2 separate regions of the Mus musculus genome follow, and region 1 is linked to region 2. A link is a contact called in public Hi-C data. All regions are on one chromosome and are shown on one strand. Each heading gives the region's core, a stretch centred on a gene start, on an enhancer-like site or on the middle of the called end of the contact. The rest is flanking DNA. Distances are from core to core; before and after follow the strand shown. Region 1 has its middle 3.6 kb from the start of Gm52181. Region 2 has its middle 28 kb from the start of A4galt.

The links. A called contact is a pair of places that touch in the nucleus more often than the background predicts.
Region 1: a contact with region 2 is called in a Hi-C map of embryonic fibroblasts, with 2.3 times the contacts expected there. The contact joins two enhancer-like sites. A contact is called at or near these places in 1 of 15 datasets of contacts at CTCF or cohesin (the NIH/3T3 cell line), 11 of 484 Hi-C or Micro-C datasets (the G1E-ER4 cell line, the MNK3 cell line, the N1E-115 cell line and 7 more), 7 of 115 datasets of contacts at active chromatin or transcription factors (craniofacial prominence, embryonic hindbrain, embryonic stem cells and 3 more) and 1 of 9 other capture datasets (embryonic stem cells).

Annotation. Positions count from the first base shown.
Region 1 is chr15:83,479,958-83,483,253 of GRCm38.p6, reverse strand. It overlaps a transcript of Ttll1 not described here. Among named protein-coding and RNA genes, the nearest start is that of Gm52181, 3.6 kb to the right of the region's middle. Within about 2 kb of position 1,858, at least 51 of the 459 cell types and tissues checked have an H3K27ac peak or open chromatin away from gene starts, as enhancers often do. A contact at or near this core is called in the NIH/3T3 cell line, bone marrow-derived macrophages, embryonic fibroblasts and 1 more, where this site is marked.
Region 2 is chr15:83,222,212-83,225,200 of GRCm38.p6, reverse strand. No RefSeq gene overlaps it. Among named protein-coding and RNA genes, the nearest start is that of A4galt, 28 kb to the left of the region's middle. Within about 2 kb of position 1,445, at least 213 of the 459 cell types and tissues checked have an H3K27ac peak or open chromatin away from gene starts, as enhancers often do. A contact at or near this core is called in the NIH/3T3 cell line, bone marrow-derived macrophages, embryonic fibroblasts and 1 more, where this site is marked.

The sequences.
Region 1 (3,296 bases), core at 609-3,108, 260 kb before region 2:
TAGACCAGGCTGGCCTTGAACTCAAAGATCCACCTGCCTCTGCCTCCCGAGTGCTGGGATGAAAGGCGTGCGCCCCCACTGCCTAGCCATGATGCAACTCCTTAAAATGTGTTCATATTCATTCAACGTTGCATTTTTAAAAGGGTTAAACAACCATGATGTGTTTCAAAAAGATGAAATGTCATGTGTTTCCTGGAGTCACTTTGTTTCGTTCCCTCTGGCGTTGTCAGAGCAGACAGGCGTTTATCTTTACAAGGCCCCTGCTGCTGTGCTCCTGGGGACCAGTGTCTGTCACTTTGGTTTGGAGATGAGGCTGGTCCAGTGAAGCAGGTACAGATCCCAAGGGGAGGTTGCTGTGACTCAGGCTTTGTAGGCACTGCTGGCTGGCAGCCTGCAGCAGTTCACAAGGAACTCCCTGGACACCAGGGGCTCAGAAAAGTATGTGGGGACCAGCTGCCACCTACATAAGCCCTGCTTGAAAATGGGGAAGTGTTTGTTTTGTTTTTTAAGTCTTTCGAGACAGGGTTTCTCTATGTAGCCATGGCTATCCTGGAACTTGCTGTGTAGACCAAGCTGATCTGCTGGGATTAAAGGTATGCACCACCACCACCCAGCACAAGTGGGATTCTCTGACAGTCACACCTGACACCACCCTAGCCCTAGCCCCATCCCCAGCCGCCCTAGCTCTAGCCCCAGCCGCCCTAGCTCTAGCCCCAGCCCCAGCCTCCCTAGCCCTAGCCCCAGCCCCAGCCCCAGCTGCCCTAGCCCCAGCCCTGTCCCCTGTGTCTAGCTGTGCAGGACAAGAGTAGATTTCACCTTATGTGAATCCTTGTCTCCATACCCAATATGCATGCTTTTATCATGTCGCTGCTAGTAAAGGAAAGGTCCTCCTGGTGTGCCTGGTGCCGTGTCAGAGGAGAGGCACAGTCATGCAGCGGGTTCAATCAGGATCTGCAAAGGCTGCAGTTGGGGCAGGCAATTTTCCTGTGTGACTTTCCAGTTAGGCAGGACACTGTACCGTGGGCCACTTAGGTGCTGTGTGTTGGTGACTGGACACAGACCTGTGCTTATTAGCTGTGATCTGGGTGGTCCCATTGGCTCACAGGACTTTGGTTTCTTACAGTATAAAATTAGAGATTCTGGTGTGGTGACTGTTGGGTCCCAAAGAAACTCAGGACAAATGACTAACTGTGGTTCCTGTTAGCACACCAAAGCACACACACCGGGTGGTCAGGCTCACTTAATACCTGTGGCTCCTCTCAGCTCTTCTCACCCAACCCCTACCCTAAACCTCTCCAACCCAGGGGCTTCACTCCACCCCCACCCCCTCCCCCACTCCCTCCCAGCTTCTCTTTCCTATATAACCCTGCCATTAAGCCAAACACTGTCCTTGTCCTCTTGGTCCCCCGCCCCCAACAAACACACGCATCTCTCCTCTTCCTCTCTCAGTTGTCCCCCGCCCCTCGTGGCCCCGTTCAGTCTACCGGCCAAGTTCAGTCCACTACTTTCTCTCCTTGCTCTGGACTCTCTCTCCCTCTGGCTGTGCTCACCCCTTCTCATCAACCACATCTCGGAATGGCCATGTCCTCATTTGCATTCGGTGACATGTGGCTGGAATTCCACGGTTAGGAGGTTAGGGCAGGATAATTGGCATGTGTTCAAAGTCAGCCTGAGCTACACAAGGTCAAGGCCAACCTGAGCTACATGGCTAGACCCCGTCTCAGACTCCCAACTGCAGAATGGGGGTTAGCTGTATTTTCCTCAGAAGGAACAAGGGGCACACGCAGGCTATAACTGGTTCATGTCACTCATTCCTGTGGTTTGGCTCCAATGTGCCCTGCTCCTGAGACAGTGAGTTGCATGGCTCATGGCCCCACCTCTGCCCTACCCGTGAATGGGTAGATGACGCCCACTAAGCTTTGGCAGTTCTAGACCTATGTGGTCCTTACAGTCTGGAGGTCTGGAAGAGGGGGAGGTCCCGGGTCATGCAGGCTGACCCGTGGAAGGATGGAGGATGCTCCACCATTTTGAATAAGCAATAGGTGATTTGTTGGTGACTCGGTGGCTAGTGTGTGTGAGACCGTGCTGAATAGATATGTGTAAGAGGCAAACTGTTGTGGTGATATATTCTCCGGCAGATGTTTCCTCTGCAAACTTCCAGAACACACGCCAGGAGGAAGCCCATGGTGTCAGAACAGGTCATGAGGAACCATTAGCTGGGAAACAGTACTGCTTACTGTCCAGCCCAGGGCTCAAGTGCTCACCCTCTTTGGGACTGTCCCGGATGACAGTCTGTTACTTTCCCCTTATAATGGGTGGGTCCCAAGATCTGGATGAGTGTCTGATTATTTGCATGACTTCTGACATTTGTGAACTATTCCAGGATTAATCTACTGTCTACCTGCTTCCCCATCAGCAAGGTGCTTGAGCTGTGGCCCCTAGACCCTGAGATAGCCCCCTCACTCTGCCTCCCTCCTCTGGTACCTGAGTCTCTGTAACCATTTGTCTTGGGACTACACGGGTCTAACAGGCTTTTTCTACAACGTGACTCTGCCACAGTCCTGTTCTTGGGCCAGTCCTTGGCTTGGCGCTCTGGTCTAGGCTCCTGCCTGGCTGGTTCCCTGCACGGTGTCGGCAACCTCAGACTCACCCACCTCTTCTGTGCCTGGGCTGTGGGCCGTCCTTCCCCCAATAAACCAGCACGCTGTCTCTGGACGATACATTTGCCTCCGTGTCAGGCCATGGGGTGGGGGTGGGGCATTAAGCTGGTCTTCTGCAGAGCAGGAATGTCCTGCCATAGGGACCCTGGCCCAGCACCTAGGTGTTCCTTGTGGTACTTAACATGAGCTGTGTCAACCAAGTGCTCTGGGACCTCTCAGGATCTGCTGTGAGGTGACAGAGCCCCAGTTTTCCCATTTCTCTCTTGGGAACCTTTCCCTGTGGGAAAAATACTTTTTTGTTTTGTTTTGTTTTTTGTATGAGTCTTCCTAGCCTCAAATGTATCTACAATGCTTTGAAGTTAAAAACAGCATTCGCCCAGGTCACATTCTATTTTATGGAATAAAGTGTTTTCTAACTTCGGTGGTTTGAATATGCTTGGCCCATGAGATGTGGCACTATTAGGAGGTGTGGCCTTGCTGGAATAGGTGTGGTCTCCTAGGAAGAATTGTCTCACTATGTAGCTGGGCTGAGAGTTCCTAGTGCTCAAGTCCTGCCCTGTGCAGAAGAGTCAGTCTCCTGGATGCCTTCAGGTCGAAATGTGCAACTCTCAGCTCCTCCTCCATCACCATGTCTGC
Region 2 (2,989 bases), core at 196-2,695:
CACCACCCACAAGGGGCCCTCTCCGCTTGATCACTAAACGAGAAAATGCCTTACAGCTGGATCTCATGGAGGCATTTCCTGTGATAACTCCAGCTGTGTCAAGTTGACACACAAAACCAGCCAGTACAGCCTCTTAGAACTCTTTCTCATAGTAGCATCTTGACACCACACTCCTGCCATGTTGCCTGCAGAACCTCTCCCAACCATCATTACCACCTACGATGCAGACAGCCTCTTAGGAAGCCTTCTGGGACTGAGCCTCCTCCAGCTCCTCAGCACCTGGGGGTAATCCCAGCTTAGCCGACTCTCAGCCGGTCTCAGTAAAGGGCCTAGAAAGTGAGACTGGGCTAAGTGCATCTCTGGGTTCTTCCCAGGATCAGACTCAGAATGCCATGTAGCTGGGTGAGGGTCTCAAAATCTTATCCCCAGCAGAGCTGAGAGCTCAGAAGGGCTGGTCTTAGTCTACTGCTTGCTCCTTTGGGTGCATCGGTCTGAGACTTGGCCACATGGCCCCTCCGCACAGTGGATAGAGCAGTTGCAGAGTCCTCTCTGAGGTCCTGTGGGCAGGCCTTCCTGACGGATGCAGGAGGCAGCCCTGGTCCCAGACCTTCCTCAAGTCATGCCTAGCTGGGCCATATCTAGAAGCAGAGATCCAAATTAGCAAGTGAACAGAGAGGTTCTTCATCTTCTTCCACCCTTCATCCAAACAGCCTGTGTCTTGCCCAGCCACTCCACTCTGGACCTTATTCCAGCTGCCATAAACTGCCAACCAAAATACAGCACAGCAGAAATAGCAGTGTACCCTGGAGAACTGGCAGAAAGGCAGACGGGGCCTGGGTGACAGGAGTGAAGGGCTGACTCATTCCTAGATGAGAGAGACGCTTTGAGGCCCGGTGAGGGGAATCTCGGCATCCACCATCACTGGCCGCTTTCATGCACTTCCTGGGCTGGGATGTCTTGGTTAGTGTCCAGCTTAAAAGCCCTCTGCCAGCTGCCAGCCTCTGAGTTGGGGCCAGTTTTGACTTGTTCCTGTTTTTTTTTCGAAAAACAGGAGCTGAGCTATGCTGGTTCCCAGCATGGATGCCACTAGCAAAGGAGCCACACTGTGTGCACCCAAATCCTTCATTTTAACATCCCATCTCCCACATCAGGGAGTGGAGGTTCGGGCTAGACCCTATGTGATTTTAGAGATAAGTGCAGGCTTGTGGGGCTGTGTGGGCTGGGAGCTGGCCATTCGTATAAACTTCAATGCACCCACAGACCCACAGACTAGACCCTCAGCTCCTGCCTCACACACAACTCCCTGCGGGACCCCTCACCCTACTCTCTGCTAGGGCCTGATTCTAGATACCCTGCCAGCATTTTCCCCTGCCCTGGCCCAACCCTCCAGAGTGCGGTTACCCTGGCAACCTCCAGCTGCTGCTTTCTGGGGGAGAGGTCAGAGCTGCTACACAGCTGGATTCTGAGAATGGGAAAGGGAGGGGTTGCCTGGGTGGAACCAGTCCCGGGGACAGGACGTGAAATCAGATCCTCAGCCCTGTGGTTTCTCACTGGCTAGTTGGCTTATAGATATTTTTGTTCATGGCTGAGGGAGACAGAACCCATAAGGGGCCCAAGGCAAGCTATGGATCTGTCACCTAGTGAAGATTCCAGGCTGGCCAGCCAGGCACTGGCCAGCAGGAAAGTCTTTCCCAGCAGCTCAGGGCTAGCTAGGGAACTAATTTCCCCTGACTGCTATATCAACATTAAGCCTCTTGTTTAAATATTAAATCGGACCGCCCTCCCTCTGACTGCCTAAACAGAGGCCAAGGGTTGATGAGCACCGAGGGCCCCGTTCCTGGAAGTCTGCTTTCTTGCTGGACATCTTACAAATCTCTGCTTAGGCCCAGTTGGGCGCTAGGCATGCTGGGAATTTTGTGAGGGTGGAGGTCTGGAGTGGGCAACAATGATTCAAGTGTGATCTCTCCGGGAGCAGGGTGGCAGAGGGAGCGAGCAGGAGCTACTTAGGGTCTCTTGCTGTGATAAACACCATGACCAAAAGTGACCTGGGGAGGACAGGGTCTATTTCATCTTTCAGTTTGTAGTCCATCATCCAGAGAAGTCAGGGCAAGAATTCAAACAAGGCAGGAACCACCTGGAGGCAAGAACTGATGCAGAGGCCATGGAAAGTGTGATGCTTACTGGCTTGCTCCTCATGGCTAGCTCGACATGCTCTCTTATGGAACCAGTGACCGCCTGCCCAGGGATGGCCCCACCCCTAACAGGCTGAGCCCTTTAATAGCATTAATTAAGAAAATACACCCAGGCTGGCTCACAGGCCAATCTGGTAGAGGCATTTTCTCAATTGAAGGGTTTTTTTCTTCCAAAATGATGTTCCTTTTGTGTTCAGTTATCATAAAGCCAGCCAGCATAAAGCACTTCAGTAGAGCCTGGGCAGGAGAAAGCCATTTGGTGGTGACAGTGAAGTAAAGACCAGAAGCCGTTCCTGATGTCCTTGTGTGTGTGTGTGTGTGTGTGTGTGTGTGTGTTGTTTTTTGAGACAGGGTTTCTCTGTATAGCTCTGACTGTGCTGGAACTCTGTAGACCAGGCTGGCCTCGAACTCAGAAATCCGCCTGCCTCTGCCTCCCGAGTGCTGGGATTAAAGGCATGCGCCACCACGCCCGGCCTGATGTCCTTAATTCACCAACAAAACACAAACTCCATCAGCTTCCAACACCCAAAGAGAAGTAAGCGAGACCCCAGAGGCATCCAGCTGCCACTGCACCAGATGAGAATCTAATGTACATCCGTGACAGATTGGGGACAGTATTCAGGAAGCTGCAGTAACAAAAAGCCCAGTGGTTTGAGAAAGACCATGTCTGCCTCACACAGTCCAGAGCCAGCTATGTCTCAGCCCTCCCTGGGCTGTGGTTTGTAGAGGACTCAGCTATGACCACTTTCCAGTCAACCAAAAAGGTGACACTAGAGTCCAAGGCAGATATCTAAAAG